Linked DNA regions of Sus scrofa: all the other regions are linked to region 2. A link is a contact called in public Hi-C data. All regions are on one chromosome and are shown on one strand. The core of a region is the stretch at or near the end of the contact, and the rest is flanking DNA. Distances in the headings are between cores, read along the strand shown. Region 1 holds the start of CDC16 (cell division cycle 16). Region 2 holds the start of RASA3 (ras GTPase-activating protein 3). Region 3 overlaps RASA3 (ras GTPase-activating protein 3).

Region 1 (3,993 bases), core at 649-3,148, 56 kb before region 2:
AGTCACCATCACACATCAAAGGAACTGCCAGGGGTCCGCAGAGTAGATACACACCACATGTACCAATGGTGCTGACAGGACAAAGAGAAATGTTCTCTTTACATTTATTAAACGTAAATAAGTTTTCTCTTTACATTTAATAAATGTAAATAAATGTAGTAATAAAAATATTACTATAAAATCTTTGATATCAATAATTCAAGAAAAACTGAATCCTTGGAAATACTTTGACATAAAAAGAACACATAACTAAACATGATGCTAATGACACTTTGAAAAGCTTTAAACAGCTTTAAGATTCATACAACCACTTACTTTGTCCAGTTTCCGTGACCGAAGTGCATGAGCTGCTCTATGATACTGCGCTGTCAGGTAAAGACACTGAGCCAACCAGTAAATGTCCTGGGGTTCCTCTGGAGGGAAAAACCACATACATGGTCAGAGGTGCAAAGTAAAGCAAGAAGACTTTTAATGATAGAGAAATGAGGGGGAAAAAAAATTTTGAATTTGTCACTCACCATGAGAAAGTGAAGCTACTTTATCTGCCCAAAATAGAGCACTCTGATACTGTTGCTGTATCCAAAAAAAGGTGGAAACTGCTGTTATTTCAATAGTTTTACACAGATATCTAAATGCTACAAGATAAATCAACAAGTCAATACAATAATTTTTTTACATGTAGTAGGGGGTCTCTCATACTGTATCTCTATCTTATATCTAAGCTAGGTTAGTTTTAGTTCAATGATACAATAAAAATATTACTATAAAATCTTTGATATCAATAATTCAAGGAGGTACTTTAAAAAAAAAAAAAACTCAACACACTGCAAAAACGTACCTAAAACAGGATAAACTCAGGAGGTATCTAAAAAGCAGATAATTTCAATGACCCTTTTGTAATATCTAGCCATTAGCAATGGTTCTCGGTCTTTGCTTCAGTCCTCCTGGATGCAAACCAGGACCTCTGCTGACAGTCAATCTAGGAGGAGAAATGCTTATGGGCCGTTAAGTGCCAGGAGGGTGGAACCAGGCTGGTCTCACTCCTCATTATATCCCCAGAGCAAGAGAAAAGGTGCTCAGGAAACATTTATTCACCTCAGCTGACTTACAGTTAACCAAAATGCAGCCCTTCAGCATGCTTCGAACATTTGACAGCAACATCTCACATCCAGTTCGGAACAGTTCACACAATACGCTTTTCCCTCACCTACTTGGTTTCCAACTTTTTCGGAGAACATGATTTACACAACTAAATGACAACATGTATTAAGCTGATGCTGCTGATTCTGGAAACACTTCTGTCCCTTAAACACTGTTTGCTGTCCATTCGAGGGCAGTGCAGGGAATGAACGTGCCGTTTATACTGAACTTTTTCTTTTTAAAGTACTGATTCTGAGACTACAGATTCGTTTTTCTCTCTATTCACTTAAATTCGGCCAAGTAAGAATTACAACTGAACTTTTCAAATATTTTCTATGAGCTAGCTAAATTCAAAGTCCACCTCGAAACTTTCCTCTTAAAAGTATCCTTCAGCTTCCACTTGGCACGAAGTTTGTACTGAGCACCGACGCGCCCCGGGTGGGCAGGCTGCGGAGCGGGGCTTGAACATGTGCAAGACTCGCCGGACGCATAGGCGGCTTCCTGCTCAGTATTCCTCTGCCTCCAGCCTGCAAAGGGCTGAGGGCCGGAGCCCTCCCTTCCGGAGCTTTACTCTGAACCAAAGCCCAGGCCCTCAGGGCTGCGCGCCACCAAGACGCCGATAGCAGCCTCCTCTGCGTACAAGGGGCTGCCTCACGAGCCCCGGGCCGCCCACCTGGTCCAGGTACTGCCGGACGCGCTTCCGCAGCCGCTCCAGGTTCATGGCTGCACGGCCAGGGTCCGGCGCGCGCCCTCCTTCCGGCTGCCGGCCGGACGTACCCCGCGCTCGGATCCTCACACCCTGTCCAACCCAGCCGGACTGCGCGCGCCGCCGGGAAACTTCCGCTCCCGACCCAGCCCCGCCCCGGAAGTCCGCCGCAAACGCATCCCCCTCTGGCGCCGGAAACGGGCGTCGCGCCGTAGGTTCCGTGGCGTTCTCTTAGCCCTTGCGTTGCCTGGGTTCCTGGGGGCTGCAGTCGCCTTTACTCTGAGACTCATTTCGCGGCGGAGGCGCAGCCAATGACGTGTCAGTGCGCCCATTTCTGATTAACTCTTTCGGAGTCGGGCGCTTGGCCGCCACGCCCCCAGGTTCAGTGCATCTAAATGTGACTCGTGCTTCTCTCGTAAAAATGGCAATAAAAGCCTCAGAGGCTGGTTGTGCGGTGAAGTGAGCGCCCACGCGGAGTCCCGGCACGTGGTGTAGAAGCTCTCTGACCGTACAGCCAAGGGCTAGTGTCCTTTCAGATTGTCCTTTGGCAAAATGCAGCCTCCTGGAGCGGTAGCTGATCAAAAACAAGAACCGAAAAGATGTGGATCTGTTAAAACCTGGGTCCATACAATGGAATATTATTCAGCAACAATGAATGAAATGTCACGTTTGAACCTTATGCTTAGTGAAGGAGCCAATCACGAGAGACCTCGTATTCTGTGTCGTTCCAGGAACACCAATTCTATCACTGACCAAAGTTTGCTCAGGCTTCCCTAAATCATTTCAAGGAGGCTTGTTTTTTGGACTTCCATGTTCCTTTCTGCGTTGTTCAGTTTTTGCAAGCATTCTGATGTCAGTTCAGCCAAAATCCCCCACCCTGTAGGTTCCTCATCCTGACAACCTCCCGGGTGATGTCTGATCACCCAGCCTGCCTTCAGGAAGAATCCCCCGACCCCAGGTTTCCTCTTAGTAATTTTCCACTCAAAGACCAGCACCCTGCTCCCTGGATGGGCATTCCCACCTGCCTGTGCTGCATTCTGAGTTGAGCCCAATCTCTCCCTTGTTGTGGGATGATAAGGGTCTGGCAATTCTTATCTTTTGAGTTTTATCTCCTTGGAGAAGCCTTGAAGTCTCACATCCGTCACTGCAAATTTCCATCACAGTGGTCCCTGTACCTGTGTTGATAGCTCCCCACCTCTGAATAAATCTTCCTTATAGTGCTTTTACAAATGTTATTTGAATATTTTTCTCTTTAACACTATTTATATGAAATATCCAGAATAGGCAAATTAATAGAGATAGTTGAATAGTAATTGTCAGAGGCTGGAGTGAGGAATGGGGTTGGGCTGATGGGAAGTGACTACTAAAAGGTAGAAGATTTCTTTTAGGGTGATGACAGTGATCAAAACCAGATTGCATTGGGAGTTCCCATGTGGTGCAGTGGGTTAAGGACCTGGCAATGCCACAGCTGTGGCAAGGTCACAGCTGTGAAGTTGGCTTGATCCCTGGCCTAGGAACTTCCATATACCTGGGGTGTAGCCAAAAACAAACAAACAAACGAAAAACCAGATTGCAGTGGTTGCTGCATAGCTCTGTGAATAAACTAAAAGCCACTGAAGTCTACACTTTAAATTTTATGGTATGTAAAACATGTCTCAATAAAGCTGTTAAAAAAACACCCACAACAACCCTTCTTTGATGAATTGAATGTAAAAAGAAACATTATTTGACAAATACGTTTCACTTAGTTCAATGTGCACAACATGGTGCTAGCAGTTATGTGTGCAAAGACGAAGACATTATGTGCACTCTTGCAGAAAGCCACCTCAGAGAGCAATCTCTGTACATGTTAAATCTTCAGTCTAACAGAAGGAAACGTGTAAATATGTAAATGCAATTAATGAGTGCAAAGAGAAGTTCCTGTTGTGGCTCAGTGGTAACTAACCCAACTAGTATCCATGAGGATTCCATCCCTGGCTTCGCACAGTGGGTTAAGGATCCGGCGTTGCCTTGAGCTGTGTGTAGGTTGCAGACGCATCTCGTATCCCACATTTCTGTGGCTGTGGTGTAGGCCAGCAGCTGCAGCTCCGATGCAACCCCTAGCCTGGGAACTTCCATATGCCGCAACTGAGGGCCCCCCCCAAAAA
Region 2 (4,195 bases), core at 813-3,312:
ACCTGGTTTATCTTGACCCTCTGCCTCTCCTGAGTCCAACGTCCCCTGGCTCTGCTTCTGTCTTTGCTCCCCTGCCCCTACTGGGTTTCCTGGGTCTGTTTGCAGATGCAGTGCCTCTCCAGCTGGGTGATGTTGGTGCAGTGAGGAGTGGAGCTGGAGGCAGAGCACTGGGTGTGTGTACTGTCCCAGAATCACCTTCAAGCACAGAGGGCGCGTTCAACTCTAATGGGGGCAGTGGGACACCTCTTCCGGTCTAGAAGATTTAGAGGAACCCAGGATTCAAGGATTTGAACGCATTAATCCAGATGATCCTCCCCAAAGTGTAATGGTTACAGCAACCTTCCAAGGATTGAGCCTTCAACCAGCTCTGGGTACCACTGTCTTCAAGGTTAAGTCCCGGCTTTGACTGCAGGAGATGAGGATATCTTTACATGGTACCAAGGAAACCTTTTTGTCACACTTTTCTTTAAATTTGTGACCTTTTTCATTCCATTGATTTCTACGAGAACCACCTAATTCCACAGTCCAGATGATTCCTGCTTTTTCCAACTTCTCCAATACCTGAGACACTGCACCCCACCGTGTCCCCCTCAGCAGGCCTCCTGGCAACTCAGCACTGCTGCAGCAGGGCAGGGCTGCCAGCTGTCATTTAGCATCTGGCTCTCAAACCCCATCATAGAGGCCACTCCTTGGACACTCCTGGCCCCAGATGCCTTACAGCGGTTCCCTTGGAAACAGACTCCAAAGAGGAAATCCATGTGCAGGACCTGGTTGGAAGTGTTTGGGAGGGAAAGTCTGTGAGAGAATGGGGGGAAGATGGGGACAGAGGAGCCACTTGGCAACAATGCAGCTGCTACTGGGGTTTCAGCTGGTCCTCTGAGAAGGTCAGGAACTGGGGTTACTTTTCAGTTACCCTGATGGAGGCCAAGTCTTGGCTAGGAGGAGGGTGGGCTCTGGGTGGCCACACAACTACAGGAGCCTGCTGGGGTCCTGAGGCAGCAACACTGGGGGCTTGACCCCAGCCTCTTCAGTAAACCATGAGTAAACACCTCCTCTGACAGTCCTGAGAAGGTTGCCTCAAGCAGCTGATTGAGGACCTGGAAGGAGGGTAAGAATGGTCAGTAATCTTTTTCAACAGGTACCTAAGCATTTTTTTTTTTTTTTTAAGGAAGTGAGGTAAAACAGTGAGAAAAACAGGCCTCTCTCTTTATTAAGCTTGTATTCTGGTGTGTGTGTGTGTAAGTCTGTGTGTGTGATGTTGGGCACTCCTAAGTCAGAGGAGAGATAAGTGGACAGGAAGTCAGGAGACAGAAAATAAGGGGAGGATGGTAGCATGGGGATCAGCAAGGGCAGACAGGAGTGCACGTGGCCTGAAAGACTCAGAGCCAGGTGGCGGGAGACCAGGGCACGGTAGAGGGACAGGAAGGCATCAGAAGGGAATGGACATCTGCGGAGCCTAATCAGCAACCTCAGTGGAACCCTTGTTCCTCCAGAGGCCAGGTCTCCAGCAGCTGGTCCGCAAGTGCGGACTTGCTCTGAGGGGGCCGAGCTGGGCCAGAGAATTCTTTTCCTTGATTCCTTTAGGTCTGAGTTTCTTAAAATCATGTGCACATCTCCCTATTCCCGCGTCCTCCCGCCAGATTCTGCCTCCCCTCGCCTAGCCCCCGCCACCTTCTTTGCAACCCTAGTCCTCCACGCCCCGCCCTCCCGGTCCCCGCCCCCCCTTCCGCCCGGCCCTCGCCACCGCCCCCCGCTCCCCGAGCCAGCGACAGCTGACCGGTCCCCTCCTGGCGCCCTCCCCACGCCCAGTACCCCCCAGCGCCCCTCGGCCCAGTTCCTCCAGCAACCCTTGTGGGATCCTCCCTGCTGGGTGAACCACCCCGGCGTGGTACCTTCCAACCCTTCTCTGATACCGACCACGCCCCCTTGCGGGGTTCGGCCAATGGGGATCTGGGGCTGGGATGTGGGCGGAGCCGTCTCGCTCCTGCCCCTTTGCGGACCTCAGGCACAAGGCAACTGGGCAGGGCCGTGGGCGGAGCCTCACCGCCCACGCTCGCGCTCTCGGCCAATGGTCGGGTGCGTGGGCGGAGCCAGGGGACAGAGGCGCGGCCGACCCGCGGTCGACGAGACGCGCGCAGAGCGCGGGGACTGCGCCGCCGCTCTGGCTCCTGCTGCTCGGCGGGGCTCGGCGCACGAATTCCGGGCCGACCCAGCATGGCGGTGGAGGAAGAGGGGCTCCGAGTCTTCCAGAGCGTGAAGATCAAGATCGGTGAGCTCCCGGGAGCCGGCAGAGGCGTCGTGGCCTTCCAGGGGGCTATCGGCGGGCGCTCTCAGACTCCCGACCCCTTCGCTGAGGGCCGCGGCCCTGGCGCCTCCCGGCGACGCGCGCTCCTCATTTGCGCTCCCCTCTCCACCTCCCAGGAGATCCCCAGCCTTGACCCCTCCCTACCTCCTCCAAGACCTCCGGCCGCTACCTCCTCCCCACCTTCGGGAGATGCCCGGCCAAGGCTTCCTCCCCACCTTCCCGGAGACCTCTGGCCTCAACTCTCTCCCCACCTTCGGGAGATGCCGGACCGAGTGCCCCTTCGCCATCTCCTGGGAGACCGCAGCCCCTTCCCCACCTTCCGCGGGACTGGCCGGGCCGAGCTCGGGGGACGCAGCTCCCCGCGGTGCCTCCGCGCCGCGAGCGGCCCCTAGTCCCCGCAGGTGGGGTCGCCTGCACCAGGGAGAGGTGCGGCTGGACCCGGGTCCCATCCCTGCTGGGAGTGTGTCTGCGTGTGCATGAGCGCGCGCACGCGTGTGGGGACTCTCCGGATGCGTACATTTCTAGTGCCCCAAACACCCACCTCGGGGTTCCGCACCTCCGCTCAGTGCAGCGCCCAGAAACTTGCTTTGCTGGGAACGTGTGAGCTCTTTCACATGTTGCCCCGGGGCGAGGGGCAGAGGCAGGCTGCTGACTGGTGCCTGGGTGTGCACACGACTGTGTAGGTGGATTGTGTGTGCATATGTGTGTTCCTGAGTGATTGTGTGTGTATGTCTGTGTGTGAATATGTGGAGCGCCCTGGCCCAGGGCTCCCTCAGGGCAGCGAGCCACAGGAGCCACCCCTCCCCCCTTCCATTGAGAACTGGCCGCGGAAGCTTTTGGCCACCCGGCCTGCCATTCAGGTCGTGTCCCTGGAGCAGCCTGCCTTTCTCACTGGACCCAAGAGCTGGGGGAGGGAAGTGCAGCTGGAAGGCTATGTCTGGACTTCCTGGGTTTATCTAGAGAGTGTCACCTTCTCCTGGTGGTCCTGTTTTATCTTGGAGATATAAGACTTTTTCACCCCAGAGCAAGATCAGCGCCTGGAGTGTCTGCTACACATTAATGCCACAAGTGTGTCCTCTCACGGATGAGGGGCCAGCTCCTGTTGGAGAGGGCTTTTCGGGACTCAGAGTGTTGCCTGTCCCCAGGGTCTGTCTTGCCCGCTGAACTCCCTGTCCTCCCCGGGGGGCTGCACATTCCCCTGTGAGAAAGGGCCTCCGGGAACAGAGCCAGGCACCCAGTGACTGCTTGAGTGTCAGCTGTTGATGACATTCAGTGCTGCTCAGGAATTCCAGCCACCCCAAATCAGCGTGTTGTTTCCTGTGTCTGCTTTATTTTGGTTTGTGGATCATGGCTGCGACGCTGTTGATAGCTGGCTCAGAAGCACTGCGGGTAGGACCCTGAGGAGGCGCCTGCAGAGGGCTTCTGTTTACTTGGTTGGAATCTGTCACTCTCATGCTGAGAGGTTCACATTGGCTCTTCACCCGAAGAGTGGCAGGGAAGTGCCCCTCAGGGCCACGGTCCTCCGGAGGCTTTGAGATTGCCTCCTTAAGCACAGGGCATGAAGGGTGGGGTGACGTGCCAGGCTTCTGGGTGTGGTGGGCAGGAAGGCGTCAGGGAACTTTGGGGTTCAGGCCCCACATGGGCAGTGTCAGACTTGACTCGGGAGGGTTCTGGAACTGTGTCTGTGGGGCAGAGAGGATCGAAATGGCACAGGAGGCGAAGCAGCGGCCAGGGGACACCCAAAGGCCTGGGAGAGGAGCCCTGCTCGCCTGCTTGCACATCCTCGAGGCAGGTTCTGGGCCCAACAGGGGGTAGGGGGCTGGGTGTGGAGAAAAGGGGGCTGAAGATGCTGCCTGGTTAGGCTTTTTCCCCTGTGTGCTGCACTTTAAA
Region 3 (4,392 bases), core at 1,779-4,278, 38 kb after region 2:
TCTGGGCCTCAGGACTCTGTGGTACAATATTCCAGGGAACTTGAGCTCAGAGGAGAAAATGCACAAAGAGCACGGAAAAGAAGCATCATGTGCGTTTACCAAGAGAAACAGCAGAGAGCAGAATCAGACCTGGAGAGTTTGCAGAATGTCCACGAACAAAGTTGAGTGGATTTAAAATAATAAGATTGACAAGGAAAGCCTGACCTAATTTGTAAAAGAGCCAAGTAGAATGTCCAGAAATGAAGACCGCAAGGATTTAGAGGAAACCTCTAAATGAATTAAATAGCTGATTAGACATGGCTGAAGGGAAATTTGGTGGATTAGAAAGGAAATTTGGAATACACCCCAGAGACACCAAGAAATAGAAAACGTGAGAGAGAGAGTTAGAGACGCAGAGGGTAGAAGGATGTCCACAGGCCAGGGGCCACATGAAGGCCACAGGATTAAAGTAGTAATGCAGCTTGTGGCCTTGACGGGCATGTCTGGGGGCACAAGACCCAGACTCACATGGCAGCTGCGAGGGCAGAAGAGGGGGACACACCTGGAAAACAAGGCAGGCATTGCCCGCTAGATGGACCACCATGTGGGCAGTGTTCAGGCTCAGAGTGGCTTCTCCCCTCCTGTGTCATGGCCTGACTCCAGGCTCTGCATCACCGAGAGGCTTGGTCATTCTTCTGGCAAAGTCGCTGTAGGAGACAAAGGGCCTAGGCCTGATCTCTGCACTGAAGGACCTGCCGGGGCCTGACCCCATCCGAGGGGCATAGTCCAGGGGGCCCTCCCGCAGCAATGAGGGTCGGCACTGCCCAGCGTGGTCTGTCTTCGGTCAGTGTGAAGTGCAGGTGGGGTGTGAAGAAGGACGGAGGACACATCCCTACTGCCCTTCTCCAGGGGAAGGTGGTCAGGGCGTTGGGCTCTGACCCCCATGCCCTGTGTCTCCCTCATGCTCCACCCGACTGACCCTGCATTGCTGTGGCTGTGGTGTCGGCCAGCCCATCCCGCCTCCCCATCTCAGCCCCTCCCGTTAGTTGGCCCTATGGTGCTTATGTGTCTGTCAAGCAATGAGGCGGGTTACAAATTGCGCCCATGACTTCTTTCATCTGAATTTTTTCTTTTCTTTCTTTCTTTTTTTTTTTTTTTTTGTCTTTTTAGGGCTGCACCTGCAGCATGTGGAGGTTCGCAGGCTAAGGGGTCGAATCAGAGCTATAGCCGCTGGCCTACACCACAGCCAGAGCAATGCGGGATCAGAGCCACATCTGCGACCTATAGCACAGCTCACAGCAATGCCAGATCCTTAACCCACTGAGCGAGGCCAGGGCTCGAACCCATGTCCTCATGGATGCTAGTCGGGTTCTCTAACCGCTGAGCCATGATGGGAACTCCTTGAATTTTTTTAATTTAAAATTTAGATGTTAGTAAAATAACTGCTTTCCAGAGCAGAATGAAGCAGCAGCCAGCCCATCGTCATGTTCACCGATTTGGGTGTAATTACAGACTCTCCAATCCTTTCATTCTCGCCAAGAACGTTCCCAAATGAAAGGCTGTTCCCAGCGGATGGGTGGGAGCTTCCGCTGTGGAGTCAGAAGGAGCATGTGGGTCAACGACTTGAGAGGGTCCTTCTGTTCACAGAGAGATGCAGATTGTTCAGAAAATAGGGCTGTTGTGTGGAAATGACTAAGCCCAGAAAGGCCCCTGCAGTCTTCAGGAGGGAGAAGCTGTTTGGGGTTAGAATCTGAAAGGGACCAGAGGAAGTCTGTGGTTTGGGAAGAAAGACTTCATTTTCTCAGATGTTTTTAATGAGAACCAAGCTGTTGACTAGAAAACACCAACTTTGAAATTACGAGACTGTACAAATGGGATCCTCTCTCCCAACACTCTTTTCTAACTTCCCAAGTCAAAGCCAAGAAAAGTCTCTTTGATATAAACGCAGGCCTCAGGCTCAGAAGTTCCACCATCTCGATTAGGTGAGCCCCCCATCCCGGGGAGCCCCAGGCAGGGAGGACGCTCCCCCGTTGGTCCTGGGGAGGGGCCCACGGGCTGTAGGTCACCCATGCTGGCTCAGGCTCAGGCACAGACGTCTGGCCAGGGTCTTGGTGCTTCTGGGGCAGCATCTGAAGCTCCTGGAGCACGTTTCTCAACCCAGAGGGCACTGCCAAGCTGCCTGCGGGCCGGGGCCCCAGGTCCCCTCGTGTCTGGTGATCCGGCCTCATCCTGCGGGCCGCATTGGCCCAGGTGGGGTCCAGGTGGGATGCTGCTTCCCCAGCGTTTGTGAAAACTGATCTGAGTTCAGAGCCTGCTCCTGGGGTTGGGGGGGCTGACTCCACCCTCTGGTCCCTGATCAAGTCAGGGTTTCTTCATCCTGTCCCCGAAAGAAGACAGTCAGGCTGGACCTAGAACTCAGGGTGAGAGGAGGCTCCCTGTGGAGCTCAGGAAAAAGCTTTTGTAATTCAGACTCACAGATGCTGAGGGTCTGAGTTGCTCAGGCATTTTAAAGTTTTCAAATCACCATTTAAAGGAAGTGAGAGAAGGACTTAGAAGAAACCAAAAACGCTTTTCCTGCCTCTGAGAACCCACAGGAGTCTCGGATCTGCCGGATCTGCTGTTGCCTGGCCTTCCCAGCGCTGGGTGTGGCCTGCGGATCACGGGACCCTGAGCACCCACAGCTGCGGGATTCTTCCCCCCCTCCCCCCCCCGCCCCGCTCTTGTCCCGTGAACACAGAGCTTTTAACGCAGGTTTTAGGTAGTGGCTCACGAGCCTTCGGAACCCCTTGGAAACTGGCCCTGCCTGCTTGGCTCCCAGCCCTCCTGGGCCGCTGCATGGGCCCGGTCCCTGTTCTGGGCCCTAACTGCTGGGCGGCAGTTACTCGGGGGCATATCCGTGACTCTTGGCCCTTGAGCACAGCGTGGTTCCCACGAGCGACACCGCCCCCCCCCCCCCGCCCAGCGCCCGCCCCGGATGGGGCAGCTCCTGCCCTCCCCGCCCTGCTGGATTGGGAAACAGACACCGCACACCATGGGGAAGGCCAGGCCCTTTTCTCAGGAGCGAACCTCGTGTCTGGCTGGAGTGGGGGGGGGTGCAGATGCTGGGAAGTGACTCTTCCGTCCCAGGGGCCCTGCCGGGACATCTGGGCTCAGGCAGGGAGGGGCGGGCAGCTTCCCTTGTCAGGGGCTTTTCTCTTTTCCCAACGAGGGTTTGCCGGATGCTGTGAAACCGTGCTGGAGCGTCTCCCTGGAATCACCCGTGGGAGCTTGTCGCTGCGGCCGGCCTCAGAGGTGACGTGCTGCGTGTACTGGTTTTCTCCTGCCAGACAGTGGTATTGAAGGCAGGCAGTGTTCTGGCCATGCTTCCCCTTTATGGAAAAGCTGGCACAATCCTGTGTCTGTTGCCAACCTGTGCGCAGAGAGACCCGGGGCTCAGGCTGTGTGGCCCCTTGGAGTCTCCAGAGGGAGAGCCTGTTTTACCCTGCTCCCCAAGGCCCACCGTTTCCTTTTCTCTTAGAAACACGCTTCCAGCTCTTCTCCTATGAAGACACTGCACGGGCCGCCTCTGCTGGGGTCTGGCCACTTGCTGGCACATGGGGGCACGCCCGTGCCACCACCCTGCTGATGTTGGCCTCTGTTCAGGGTCCCCTCAGCTCCTGATGGAAGCGGTGGGCTGACCTGCCTGTCCATGGCAGGAGCTCGCATCAGGGATCTGTCTTTTAATTTGCAACACAAATTTAAAAGGTCTCCGTGGATTAGTGCCCTGAACTTGAGAAGACTATGAAAAGATGGACACTTAATAGAATATGGACCAAAGACATTTCAACACAAAGGAAACAAAAAGTGCTTAGAAACATCTGGCAGATATTCAGCCTCACTGATAATTTAAACTTTTTGAATGAAGGCAGTGGTTTTTTGGTCACCAGGTTAGCAGAGTTTGTAAATGTTGATGAGACTCCATGGCAGTTTGGCCCCCACCTCCTGGAGGGTCTGGGGCCCCGGATCCCAGAGGTACCACAGGGATTTGCCCCGAGGGAGCAGCGGGACGGCCGTGCGGGGCTCTGAAATCAGGGAGGAATTTCTGTCCAGATTTGGGAGGGCCGAGATTGCAGTTGTGGCCACTCAGACGTGGGTGCTTTTGAACTCTGCGTGCCTGTGAAGTGGCCACAGCCTGATGTTAAAGGAAAAAGCAGGCTGTGTATCCAGGTAAATAATGTAACCCTATTTTTACTGTGTTTGTTTTGTTCTGTACCATGTATCTTTAGAGGGAAAAAAACTCAAATAGGATATAGAATGCTAATTCTGTTTGTCACTTTTAAAATTTTGGCTTTTGAAAAATAGCTTTATTTAGATATAATCACGTACCTTGTAGTTGACTCATGTGATGTGTACATTCCGTGGGTTTTAGTATGT

Evidence for each region. Hi-C and Micro-C count contacts between places; a contact is called where the count stands out from the background.
Region 1: a contact with region 2 is called in a Hi-C map of liver, with 2.6 times the contacts expected there. The contact joins the promoter of CDC16 here to the promoter of RASA3 in region 2. A contact is called at or near these places in 7 of 47 Hi-C or Micro-C datasets (alveolar macrophages, blood, fibroblasts and 2 more).
Region 3: a contact with region 2 is called in a Hi-C map of skeletal muscle, with 12 times the contacts expected there. The contact joins the enhancer-like site here to the promoter of RASA3 in region 2. A contact is called at or near these places in 1 of 5 promoter capture datasets (liver), 19 of 47 Hi-C or Micro-C datasets (alveolar macrophages, blood, embryonic fibroblasts and 7 more) and 1 of 2 datasets of contacts at active chromatin or transcription factors (skeletal muscle).

Annotation. Positions count from the first base shown.
Region 1 is chr11:79,082,148-79,086,140 of Sscrofa11.1, reverse strand. CDC16 (cell division cycle 16) reads right to left here and starts at 1,898. Exons shown (of 18, transcript NM_001278771.1): 1 at 1,814-1,898; 2 at 519-573; 3 at 316-413. The coding sequence starts at 1,861.
Region 2 is chr11:79,025,858-79,030,052 of Sscrofa11.1, reverse strand. RASA3 (ras GTPase-activating protein 3) reads left to right here and starts at 2,062. Exons shown (of 24, transcript XM_003131110.5): 1 at 2,062-2,269. The coding sequence starts at 2,215.
Region 3 is chr11:78,988,232-78,992,623 of Sscrofa11.1, reverse strand. All of the region lies in intron 2 of RASA3 (ras GTPase-activating protein 3), which reads left to right. Among named protein-coding and RNA genes, the nearest start is that of RASA3, 38 kb to the left of the region's middle. Within about 2 kb of position 3,028, at least 34 of the 83 cell types and tissues checked have an H3K27ac peak or open chromatin away from gene starts, as enhancers often do. A contact at or near this core is called in alveolar macrophages, mesenteric adipose tissue, retroperitoneal adipose tissue and 1 more, where this site is marked.